Regions from separate parts of the Gasterosteus aculeatus genome. Here region 1 is linked to region 2. The links are chromatin contacts, called in public Hi-C maps. All regions are on one chromosome and are shown on one strand. The core of a region is the stretch at or near the end of the contact, and the rest is flanking DNA. Distances in the headings are between cores, read along the strand shown. Region 1 overlaps plxna1b (plexin A1b). Region 2 holds the start of plxna1b (plexin A1b).

Region 1 (6,958 bases), core at 3,543-6,042, 130 kb before region 2:
ACAGGCGCTTTAGAAGAAGATGGGCTGGGAGGCCAAAAGAAATGCGAACGACAGATGCTAAAAAGCAAGTGGCACGACAAAATAACAGGTACTTAAAATAGACCAATTGAACTTGGAGACGGATGATGCTCCTTTTCATTTGAATATTAACACTTTGCCCCGGATTGCCCCATGCACTTTACCGTGCGTGACAAATCAAGTAAACATAATGAAGAAAGACACTCTCACCGTGGCAGGACAATCAGTTATTTAAGCAAATACAAAAGTTTTACTCACAGTGACTTTGTGTTCTCCGGTCAGGTTGGGCCACTCACACAGCAGCTGGCTCTCAGACAAGGTGAGAACGCAGGGCGTCTCCCCAATCAGCACCGTGTAGTTCAGCTTAGCGTTTCCCGGGGCTGCAGGAATTAGGTTACGGCCCTGGAAAGAGACACAAACATATTCTGGTTACTTACATAAGATCAAAGTCTGACGTGGTGCACACAAATACAATTATGATTACACAGAGTGAAATCATTCTTTGGCAGCAACGATTCACGCTGCCAAAAGAAAGCCCATACTTGTTTCTAATTAGCTGGCGTGTGCCTGTCAGGTGTTCAGACACAGCGCCTATAAGTGTGCAAGGTAGTTTTAACTGCGGGTAGCCATAGCAACTGTGCTACCGCAATGAACTGAATAATCAGGCACCAAAATATGGTGAAACGTGTGCATACTCTGAATATTATCAGGTGGGTCAGGACCGGCATAAGCCATCCAAAGACTGTCATCCAAATACATTAGAAATGGGAAAGTACAATAATTACAATCCATAGAAATTCTCTCCCCTTCCCTTCCCTTCCCCTCTGCTACATCTACCTCACCCCCCTTGATATAACTAACTATAATTTGCGGAGTGGGAGGAAATAATTGCATAAAAAACAACTCATTTCTCCTCAATTATTTAATAGGATGCGTTTCCTGAGCTGCTTATTTCTACAATTCTTTACCCGAAGCAAGGTGGGGCATTTCATTATGGAATTATATTTTAAAGTTACAGAAGAGAAAGGCATGACTCTTCAGTTCTAAAACCCCACACTGATTGGCGAGAGAAAAAAGGCTTTTGTTGTCCATGAAATTGCATGATGATGTTCTCTTGCGCTTCTGCCGCTTTGAAGTTCAAGGGGAAAGGTGAAATGATAAAAGCCAGACTGAATGGGGGGGACCAAGCATTTATGAATGCACTCTGGACTCAAATGCATACTACTTCAATAGCAAAGAGTAAGCAAGTCTATGACGTCTCACTTTAGAAGTTATCTGATAATACTCTGAGCAGTGGGCATAGCATGGGTCCACTTTATAAACATGATTTTCCTTTACACCAGATTGTAAAGGAGGGTGTTATGGAAGAGACTTGATTTCTTAAAGGTCTCCAAACCCCAGGAGAGAAAGCAGCCAAAGAGACAACATCTTTCATGGTTGAGGGACATCTGACAGATAGCCGTGTTGAAAGAAAAGTCCAGAAAAGAGGAAGAAGGTTGCCAACATTCTGTCCAGGGTTGAGCAAATCATTTCAAAGACCCGTCAGCCTGTTATTGGTCTTGCTGGATAATGACTTGGAGGTCGCAGAACTATTTGCAAAATAATCATTTGCAATCTTTTTAATGTTGCTTACAATACTCAACATCACTGGTACCTCAGTTCTGTACTATTACTGATCTTCTATAGTTTCAACTAAGTTCTAGCACGCAGCTAACCTGCTTTTGAGTCCTTATGAGTTTTAGGATATATATATATATATATTTACACCTTTACAGTGTAGCCTTTGTTGAAAAGCCTTGATGTAAAAACCCCGCAAACTCCAACCTGACATTATTCCCTCAGAAGTATGAATCATTTCCCCCCCTCTCCTTTGAAAGGAGAGAGGACAGACATCAGAAATAATGTGTGAAAGATGATGCAAGAAAGGAGACCGGACGCGACAGAAAACGGAAAGAAATGTTGAAAAACTAAATGAGAGGTAAGAGGAAAAAGATGTGAGAGGGGAAGTTGAAAACCAAAAACAAGGAATAGAAGAAAAAAAAAAAAGGATGTGATGGATGTAAAGCAAAACCAGATAGAGACAGGGCCAAAACAGATCAATGCTTAGAGCACAAGTCAATTTACCTTGAGTATGAGTGGTGAGCTGGGCTTCAGCTCCAGCATGCCCGAGGGGCTCAGAGGTTCAAACACAGGGTCCGGGTGGTAGCTAAAAGTCTCGTTTACCACCAGCACGGAGCGCACGTCGTCCATGACAAAGCCGATCTCATCAGGACTGCTGCCCGACTCCAAGAAGCCTTTGTCAGATCCTGCCACAGAGGGCGCCAGACACACCATCACAGTGTTGTTGAGCACCGTGCAGTTCTAGAGAAGGGGGGAGCAAACAGGGAAAGACGGGGAAGAAAGGAGGGAGTAGAAGTGAAAATGGGGAAGATGGGAGTGAGAATAGTGAATAGTAGATAAAATATCTACTTTCTATATAAGTTTGATGTGGAGACCTAATTTTCTATTAGAGAAAGTTTTAAACATTTTTCACGCTGTTTGCTGTAAAGGCAAGAAGAAGAAAAAGTACATTTCACAATAATCATGAAAAATAATGTGTTAACTAATTTGTAATCAAAAACAATTATAACCGCTGAAACACTGTAATGTGATACGAGTGATTAAATGTCTCCATAACGACATAATGAGGAAGAGGCTGGCTTAATAACATCAGTGTTGTAATCAGTGTTGATATTATCTTGAAATCCCCTGTGGGGTTCGACACTTGAATCAGTCACCGAAGAACAAATTAGACTGTAATGACTCACGGAGAAGCAGGAGAGGTCAGCCTGTAGCAGTTTATAAATAATACAGCACGGCTAAAGAGATCGCTGAATAGCTTTACATTATGTCCTGTGTGTCTGATACGAAAACGCTCACACACACAAAGGCACAGAACAAAACTGTGTTTATATGTCAACAGAAACATTAACCGAGCAGAATAAAAATGACTGCAGAGAGGTTGACAAAGGAGACAGAAAGGATATTTTTACTTTCAGCCGTGAGCGGGAGAAAGGTTAGCTGAGCCCCGTGGTGCTAGGTGAAGAGAGAGGGATTTGCCAGAGCCGCTTTATTGCTGGTTGACATTTCAAAGGTTAAACTGCTAAAAGGAAATTCAACATCAAAAACAAACAGAAAACGGGCCCATGGCTGGTTGACCGACGGGTCAGGTGTGTGCGTGTGTGTCCGTTTCCGTGTCCCAGGCGAGAGTGTTTTGCCTGAAAATGAGATTTTCCACAGAGAGGGAGGCAGCAGAGACAGTGGGAGAGGGAGCGAGAGACACCTGTGCGTCTATATTGGTCTCATTCCGTTTCACTTGCCAAGTCATGTCATTGCTTTTTTTGTTTTGTCAATAAAAACTCTGTGTGGGTGTCTGGATCCGACCACTTACATTTTCTGACTTGGCAGCTCCATACTTGGCTCTCATTTTGGGCTCCTTGATGGTGTCCAGATTGGTTCCAGTTATGGTCAACATGGTTCCTCCACTAAAACAGAAAAGACATCAGGACAAACACAATTTATATAATACTACTGGGTAGATTAAAATCATTGTGTGTGCACTTATGTGTCACCTATGTGCCTCGCGAGGAACCTTTTGGGGCCTTGCAGGGTCAAGTGCATACACAAATCAGCCAGCTTCCAGTAGAAGAGGCCTCTCTAGAAGGCGATATACCATTAATGTTCACTCCTGCTGTAACCTTCCGTCTGCTCATTCACGGGATCCCATTTTCAGGTAATGATAGCCTTCGCACGAATCTTAAAAGCTGCTTTGAACCAATATGGGGGCTGAAGGGAAGAATAAGCGAATGTGCAGTATTATTCCTGAGAGCCAAAGCGTTTGGCCTCTCCTGGGGAGATTTTTGTATCGTGTATTAAAGTGGCACTGCGGTATTTTAAAGTATGAGCTTCGTTCAGCGAATGCACGCTGTCAGTGATCTCACATCTACTGTAACCTTTACCACCTGTGACCTATTCAGGTCTCCGTGACGCTGACCCGCCGAGACATGGCTAATACTGGCCAGAGTCCTATTCCCCCACTCTGCCTCCTCGACAGCCTCTGCTGGCCTGATAGGCTGAACTTTATCTGACGTGAAGTTTTCTGACAGCAGCTAAATAAGCATACAACATAAAAACTGGATCGGGGTGAAGCCAAGCTTGAGGCCCTGTGCCACTGTGAGTCACCACTGGCACCAATGAACACAAACAGCAAGTGATACGCTTGCTGGCGGATTGCTAGGTTTCAGACACGCAATGATACGCCTTGGAAAAAAGATCCACATGAATATCAACTAATTCAGCGGCTCTGGCATTTCGGAGAGAACTGAGAACTAGAATTTGCCAACGTAACATCGACTGCATGATGGACTAGAGCCTCTTATATTTTAAACATACATGTTCCCTCAAACAAAACCTCTACACCCAGGCGGTGTCTTTGCGTTACTGAGGCCCGATTGAGTCCGTATTTAAGGCCAGTTTCCGACCAGGCAGATGTCAAAGTGGTGAATAGAGTCTGGTGTGAAAAGCAAGCAGACAAAAAGAGATCTACACCCATCACACCTTGGCTGGGGGAGGGGAGGGGGAGTGGGGACCAGAGAGCTGAGAACATGCAGAGGGAAGTGTGAACATGCAGTAGCTCAAGATCAGATACAAAATCATCTTTGTATGATATGTAGCATCCCCTCAACAGAGAAGTTGTGTGAGAATGATGATAATCCTTTCCTCACATCCACTGCACACTTCATGGGTGTACCGAGTGAACTGTGCTGCACTGTGTAAACAAATTGGAGTGTCACACAATCTCCACAGTGCCATCCCAGTCCGTTGTTTACCGCAAGAACCTCTTCCTGAAGGAACAAGTCAGAGGCATGTCAGATTTGTGCTTTGAACAACGAAGGCTCGGCGCTGTTTGAAATCGCCCCGTCAAAAGAGGTCACCAAAGGGTACACAAAGACAAAATAGCCTGGCAGATCAAAGCGTGATTGGCCATGAGAACAATGCACCTCCTCCCCTGTGAGCGCTGAGTGAAACACCAAACACGAGCAGAGTACCGAGCTTATTTTCCCCCCGAAGGTGGGAGCCAACAGTTTCATTCGCCATTCCCCCTGCTTACCCCCAAAGGCTTCACGCACGCCATTACAAACGAGACTCCTCGTCTGCTCACACTTCTTTTGCATGACTAGAGACTTATCTGGGCCATCCTAAGAGGGGAAGCTCCTAAATTAAAACCATACCAAACCGTAAAAAAAAAAAAAAAAAAAACGTACTGAATACCCAAAATTGCTTTAATTACAAAACAAGAAATATATGACTCGCCTTCTTGATAGGCTTTTCCATGAGTCTTGCGTGTGTTGCAGAGCAATTCACCTCCAGAACAGGTGGAGTAACGTTATATGTCGAAGACGACCTAGAGAGTCACGTCTTTGTGGAAGTCGTTGGTTTTTGACGCAAGCCTAGAAAAATGGGTCAACGCACGCAAGCAGGTGTGAAAAGGCACGCAAGGGACACGCAAGGGTCCCCTGCGTGTCCTTGCGTCTCTCTGAAAACGCAGAAGCATAAACTAGGCTTCAGACATGCAACTTGGGCAAGTGATGTCGGCTGTTCTGTTGGATTCTCCCAATATTTGAATAGTAGCTTGTTTTTTGGATTATAAGAAAAAGCAAGAGTAAAAAAAGCCTAGAAAACTTTCAACATGTTCCTGAAATGATACTTTTGAAGTAAATGAGACATGAACAGTGTGTGTTTGTGCTTCCTTTCTGAGCTGAGGAGTAGAAGAGTTTCTAGGTCACGCAAGTGAGCCCATTAGCACTTGGTAGCTCCAAGCTTCTTCTCTTTTCTCCACAACACAGCTTGTGTTTGCACAAGAAATCTTCCCGCGGGTGTGTAGTCTCATTTCAATAAGTCAAGTAATATTTACAGATACATCTCTGCTGCAACTCAACTGTAGCAGTGCACTGCTTCAGGAACCGCTTTCACTGCTCCTCCTGCTCTCGACGATTTACTTTCAAAAATAAGTAAAGTATGAAAGTGGAGTAGAATGTAGTTCTTTTTTTTGGACTCAGTATGCTTGTGTAATAATACATTCAGGGATCATATTTCTACCAGGCGTTAATGGTTCGAACATCCACCAACAAGTTCAATAATGGATTAATGCATTTGTATCTGTTCTAAAGAGGTTCATCAAGCATGATTGGAGATCAAACACTGTATTGATTTGAAGTCCAGACATCTAAATGTTTGTAGGACATTTTACAAATGAATTCTGGTGGAATTAGCGGTTTGGCGCAGGAGAGCTTGAAAAATAGACCAATTTATGCCGATATCAGCCAGTTTGCAAAGGTTTGCAAACTGGCTGATATCGGCCATATCTGAGCTGATATCGGAGCTATTCACCTCGAAATCACTGTTTGGTTGACATACGCAATGCATGAAAAGTGAGAATGAATCAATAAGGCAGTCTTGGTTTTGCCATCACTGGAAGCTTATTTGCAACACGTAGCTTGCACCTTCACACAACAGGAAAAGCCCGTGTTGTGTCCTTACCTGGCGATGCTCCAGTCGGGCTCGATCTTGAGGATGGTGGGATCGTCAGAGTAGTTGAACTTGACCTCCGGGTTCCTCAGCTCAGCAGAGTTGATATCCACCATGACCGGGGTGGTACCTGGGGTTTGTCCCGCCGGAGTCACACACACAATCTCCTTGTTGCCCCGCCTAGAAGAGCAGGAGATGAAGTTGGGAGGGCAGGAGAGATAGTTAGAGACATTACATTGAAATGTTGCTGATGGTTTAAGTATTTGGGAGCTGACTCTCTGACAGATGCACAGAATACAAATTTAGGTGAGCGCAGAAAAAAAGAAATTCTTAATCATCCCTAAAATAACTCCTGAATTATTTATCAGACGCG
Region 2 (6,397 bases), core at 301-2,800:
ACATCCATCAACGCTGCCATGTCTGTATCAACTACTAAATACAAACCAGGACTCCCTTCATATTTCAGTGATTATTTGTTTTAGAGGGAAGGGGAGGGGGAGTGATGGGCTGCAGTCTGGTCCCCCCCCCCCCCCCCACTCACCCATCAAAATAGGTTAAAATGATGTCCCTTACTCTTCTAATATGATTTATGAATCCACAATCCGTGGGTCACTAGCGCGCGGGGGTCGGCGTGGGAAGTGTAATTTGATTTTATTTTTTTATTTTTTTCTAATACTAAAAAGGGGAAAGAACTGAGGAGAATCCGATGGAGCAATGAGAGCATTTTGAATAGCTTGACAAGCAATGCGCACTCTACACACCCACAGACAGCACTCACAAAGCGCCTCTCGTTCGTTAGCACGTTAACGCGCCTTTCACACCACGCCGACGCAATTTACAATTCATTCAAAGCTAATAGCTCAATCGATTGCTTTTCTTCTAAAGCGAGCACCCAGAGGAGAAATCACACACACACACCTCCACCCTTAGAGGTCCGTTTAGGAAAGCCTATGCAGGGTCGGTACAAGTGTAAAGAACAAATAAACAAGAACGAGGTGGGGGGGGGGGGGGGGTTAAATCCACGCAGCCTCCACGGACTATTCATCCGCGCGTGAGCGTCGGGGCGGCGGGTACCTGAGCCCGCGGGTGTGCGTGTGCTGCCGTTGCCTCTCCCGAGGCGGTGCAACAGCCACACGCACCCTCCGCCGGCTCGGTACCCGCACCGGTAGCTTGTATTTTATTAGAAAAAACTCCACATGTTACTCGTGCGGCGAAGAACTCCCAAATGAGGAAAAGTCGCTTTCTTTTTACTGTGGCCGGAGTCAAACCAGACAAAACTCACCTCGCGCTGCACCAAATCCGGGTTACTTGCAAAAAATAGTTCGCTCCCCGGGTGCGAACCACGAAATTATTCAGTAAGATATGTTCGAATTAATTTAATTAGTTCGTTAAATCGCCGTTCGGCGTCCAGACCATCCGCAGTTTGTTGCGGATCGATCCGACTGGTGGTCACACCGGAGTGCGCGTTCAACACCGCGCAACCACACGCACACACACACAAGCGCGCCCATTACTGGATATCGGAGGAACTCTACGGTTCCTCTTCGTGCCCGTTTCACTGCAACCAAAACCAAGGCTGGAGGCTCGAGCTCTTCAAACTCGTGAGGGAAACCAGACGCCCGAGAGCGGAGAAGAAGCAAGTGGGGGAGGACGGGGGGGCGACGGAGGGAAACAACGACAAACTCCCCGCACAGAGCAATGGAGAGACAGAAACAAATATTTAAGCCGGCTCCCTACAAACCGCCGCTCCTTACACGTGAAAAATAAAAAAACAAAATCCTTCGCCGCAGTTTCCACGGTACTTACAGGTTCAAGTGATCCGGAGGTTAGATATCCTTTCCATGGTTTTAAATTCCAAAACTTCGGGACATTCCACTGTGGTCACGGAGCGGCGGGGCTCTCTCTCCGGCGGCTCCCTACGCGTGAATGGAGAGGAGAGGAATGCAACTCCGGCTTCAGGAGGAGGGAGGAGGCGCTCCGCTGCTGCAGTACCGCACGTGGCCTATAGAGGGCGGCCCCGGGCCGACGGGGACACGTGGGAGACACGCATTTCATTCATTCGCACAAATAATTTATTTCATGTAATGGACGCGCGCATGGACTCGGCTCCATTATCTATTGGTTTGGTTAAGTTATTATTGAAGATGACTTATGTCAGTCATATGTTATTGCGATGAATTCATGATATGGTCTGAGATATTATATTATTTTCTGTACAGTGAAGTTCAAGATTTTTAAAATATCATCATAATGCCTAGACTGTAGTGTACAATATAAAACGGAGTTCTCTTTCAGTTATATTCCAACCTGAAGCTAATCTAAATAAGTCAATCATAGACATTGTTAATGTGTACTACCAATCCAACAACAGTTAACAGAATCATCTTTGTTGTCATTGTGATCCAAAGGGCGTGTTGTGGTCTACAGGCTATTGTTGGGAGGGGGAGGGGTGAAAACAAATATTTGCTGGACAAATGAGTGCTATTGGTAGCGAGAGTAAAGCTAGTTTAGCTAGGAGGCAGAATATTGGACACATGCAGGTTAAATCAGAAAACATCAACGCAAAATATGTACTGAATCGTGTTTGAAATATAAACTGCCCTGGGAGATCTTGGAAGACGTGTTTGGATGTGAGTTCCCCAAAACAAGACGGGCTCCTTAATTAAATGAGGAGGCCCCGGGCCTGGCTGTCACATCCCCTCAGCTGACACATTCCCACTGACTAACTTGCACTCAGGTTGACAGATTTTGGATACAAGCTGCGCCCGTGAGGCCATCCAACCAACTTTTAAATCTCCCTAATTTCTTATGAAAAGACCGTTAAAGTGACTTTGAAAGCTCAATTTCAGTATTCATCACGCAGTCAATGACTAACCTGAGCCGGGACAAATTGCGTTTTGGGCACTGTTCCACGTTATCTCTGCGGCAAGGAAGCTTTTGGTATAACTGAGCTATTCAAACAGGCAGCTCAGGTTACCAATTGCACTCAGGAGAGCAGAGAGCAAGATCTGGCAATAACCACACCACCTGGCCCCGTACTCTGAGTGTGTGTGAGGGAGCGTGTGTGTGTGTCTGTGTGTGTTTCAGAGAGGTAGTGTATATTTGATTGAGACGGACAAAGACATTTGTGTGTGTTATGTGCATAAAAGAGCAGCTGAATTTGCAGCACTTGCCAGGACATTTCCCCACGGTCTCTCACACCACCCAGCAGTCAATAGTTTCCAAAAGCCCACTGTTTGCCATTAGAAATGGTTGGTTTTGCCATAGTACTGCTGAGAGATTAGGACTCACTTACCATGTGAAAGGCCTCTGGACAAAGCGGCTCCCTATCATGCACTTAAACACTAACACATTGATTAGCTCGGAGTTAGTGTGGTTTGCGTCCATCCAGTTCCTCTTCAGGCCCACTGTAAATTCTCATGGGAATATTTTCAAACAGAATAAAATGCATCCGACTGAGCACAACATTATTTCTGTGCAAGCCAGGATGAAAAGACATGCATGCAAAATGGACTCTGTTTCCTTTCTGTTGAACCCAGTTGTATTTTAACGTAGCGAATTATAATACAGCCACAATAAAGACACAGCAACCGACATGTGCTTTAATAAAACGGTTCTCCTTTTCTATATACTTGTTGAAGGTGTTTTTTCTTAAAGAGACAGATTAATCCTGGCCGTCATGATTTGACTAGACAGTGCACAGGACGAGCAGCTTGGGCTGAAAGCACAGAGAATATTAAATAAGGGCGTGCATGGCAGTTTGGTGGTTTGCTGCTGGTTTGCTCTCTATTTGCCTTTTTCTTTCTTATCCATGCACTATTAATGGGACTGTGTTTGGCAAAAAGAACAAACATATAAAGTGAAGACAGAGATACAATAACTGACTGATCAGAGAGAAAAGAGTCCCAGTTGCCGTTGGAAAGAACACAGTGAATACACAAACCGAAATCTGTGAAGACACACACACACACACACACATATGTTCACATAGAAACAACAAAATAAGGATGTGTGTGTTAGTGCAGTGCAACCACAAACAAAGAAACGTGTTTTCTTTAGCCTTTTTATCTACACTGTCGACACATCCACATTCTCCTAAAAATATGCAAAACACAGGTGGATACTGCTTTTATGATGTAAAAATTAAGTTAACAGTGATAACAAATAAACCGGTACTAATGCGCCCTTTAAACAAACTGATGTTTTAACCCCCATACCTGACAGATGACCAGCGTTTGTTTTTCACCAGTGGCATCGCTTTTACTGCCCATGAAACTTGATCCTTCTTTCTCAAAAGGGAAAAAAAAAAAACATCTGATCTGTGCTAATTATTTGAAAGTAAGCAGTTTTAGCCAGCTGGTGAAGTGCAGCTCCTGTGGCCGTGTAGCCTGAGGTGGCGTAGCTCTAACTGAACAGGTGATGACTCATTGATTGGATAACAACAAGATGGCTGACTGTCAGCTAGCACAGTTGTAGGATCCCACCCGGCTAGACCGGTCCGATCTGTTTGTACAGTCGCTCCAATCCCAAGTCAGCCTCAGCCGCCACATCTGGTGTGATAGCAGTGTCTTGGAAAAGCGGTCTAATACAAACAATACATATCGCCATAATACTCCCCCAAAAATGTTGAGATCAGATGACAATACAATGTTTTCTTCCAAATCTGCTAAAATACCTTTTCAAGTCAGTAGATACATAAATACATTTGTTTGGTATCTTTTGTCCACGTTTAGGCACAGGCTAAAATATTTGAATTACAAGGACATAATGGCATCCTTCATATTAAAGGGATTCCCTCAGTCGGCTGTTGTTTTTTCTAGTATCGTGTAATTACGACAACATGTGTTCCTGTGTCCTATTGTCCCATTACTCTGGATGTTTAGTCACCTCATAGATCATAAGATTCAGAACTTTCAATTGAACCACAATGACCATAACATCTTATTATTTGATTGATGATGTTAAATGAATAGATCCAAAGTAATTGGGTTTGTTTTATATGTGGGGGAAAAGTAATATGAAATGCAACACAATTCACTACACAAAACATTAGTTTGTTATTTGTGATTTCACACAAAAACCCACTAATCATAAACATTTGCGTTTAAAAAATATTTTATTGACGTTATGATTTCAACCGTGGCGCCCAGGCTAATCCATAGCAGCAAAAAGTAAGAAACACGATGAACAGCACATGATTGAACGAAGAACTTTCTCTGCACCTTTTGTAATTTGTAAATACAAAATGCATGTAGCCTCCGTGCAACGCCTCTACCGTAGAAAGAATCTTTGCGTTACGATATCAGCGGCTAGCAAAGAGCAGCAAAACAGAAATTTTGTGCAACCATGTTGGAGGTTATTCATGTTAATTCAATTCAAGTAAATCCCAGAAACACCTCTAGATCGATAAAGCAACCAGGATTCAGAGGAGGTGAAAGTGTTTATGCTTTTTAACATCTAGCAATAATGTATAATGTTTGAAATAATGTCTTAAATAAGTTAGTATGAGTTGAGAATATTTCCACCTTAATTATTCATTGTAAGTGCATTCCAGTTGTGGGGAAACCTTAAGAGGCTCTGGAGACTTGTTCTTTAAATAGCTGCAACCTTATAGGCAGGCTCATTGGCCATGATTTAATGTGCATCTTTTCATAGAACCTCAATTATCAATTAACTGTAAGTGTACACCAGTGGGAATATCCTCAGTCATGTCCACCACATTAGCATCCATTAGAAGGGAATCACCTGTCGGCGCCGGAGCTCCTCAGCTGCTGAAGGCTTTCCTCTGGGTTGCTTCCTGTCACAGTGGAAAAAATAACACTGGTAAAATAATAATTGCGAATTGCCAGGGAATCATTTTGAGGTGGTCACAGATCCCAAAATGAACAGTTTTGGATCGAGCTGAACGAGTCGTAAGCGTGAAGACTATTCCTCTAATTATGTATGTGACAGCAGAGTAGAACCACCAGGAGAATCAAGTAGATCTACGCCCTCATTATGTGCTGGAATATGAGGGATGTCTACCTTTCAAAACACCAAAAAGTGTTGGTATGTCTGCAGTGGGAAACGGGGGTCGGCCATACCATGAGGCTTTATGATATAAGGGCTGTAAAAAGAAGTGATTACTTTGATTCAAATGAATGGTGCAAACATAATGGTGTGCATGCTGTGCCAGAAAGCAAGCACGCCTCATACGGCTTTGCACTTCGAACGTGCAACTATTACATGTTTGGGTTCTGTGTTGAATCAGACATGCTGACAATGGGCTACTTTATGCTAAGCTAGTCGGAAACTGTGCTTTTATCTCCCGTAAAAAGCTTTAAAGAGGCGAATTCATCATTTGTGCCAAATAAGAATTGAAATCTAGGTGAAAAAAATGGAACCTGATAAAATACTAACAGCCTCTTTTGTGTTGGGGAAACCTCCATTAAGCTCTAATTGGGATCTTTCTGCACTGACTTCTGATGTGCAGACCTTGGGGTGTGCATGGTACGGAGACTGCCTTTTGATTAAACACAACAAATGACACTATGATCGAAATGACACGAACTTGCGTCATCACTTGAAGTGATTTCACTTCACGGCCATGAGATTTAGAGGACAGTGAGGGGAGGAAGGACGGGAAGCTTTGATTTTGTTAGATCTACAATTCGCAGAACGCTTTTGTGGATGTCTTTTAAGAGTGTAGTTCACTTTAAGTGGCTTGAAGTAATACTATAGCATATGGATCAAATTAATCAAAAAGCTAGTCCCTTGTTAAATCTGTGTGCAATACAGAGTGCAAGGTGATGGTTA

The links. A called contact is a pair of places that touch in the nucleus more often than the background predicts.
Region 1: a contact with region 2 is called in a Hi-C map of liver, with 2.7 times the contacts expected there. The contact joins the enhancer-like site here to the promoter of plxna1b in region 2. A contact is called at or near these places in 4 of 6 Hi-C or Micro-C datasets (liver, skeletal muscle, tail fin and 1 more).

What each region holds. Positions count from the first base shown.
Region 1 is chr17:14,521,920-14,528,877 of fGasAcu3.hap1.1, reverse strand. It overlaps plxna1b (plexin A1b), which reads right to left. Exons shown (of 32, transcript XM_040203502.2): 16 at 6,598-6,765; 17 at 3,449-3,542; 18 at 2,143-2,379; 19 at 277-420. Among protein-coding and RNA genes, the nearest start is that of LOC144388972, 38 kb to the left of the region's middle. Within about 2 kb of position 4,792, at least 1 of the 9 cell types and tissues checked has open chromatin away from gene starts, as enhancers often do. A contact at or near this core is called in liver, where this site is marked.
Region 2 is chr17:14,385,470-14,391,866 of fGasAcu3.hap1.1, reverse strand. It overlaps plxna1b (plexin A1b), which reads right to left and starts at 1,550. Exons shown (of 32, transcript XM_040203502.2): 1 at 1,409-1,550.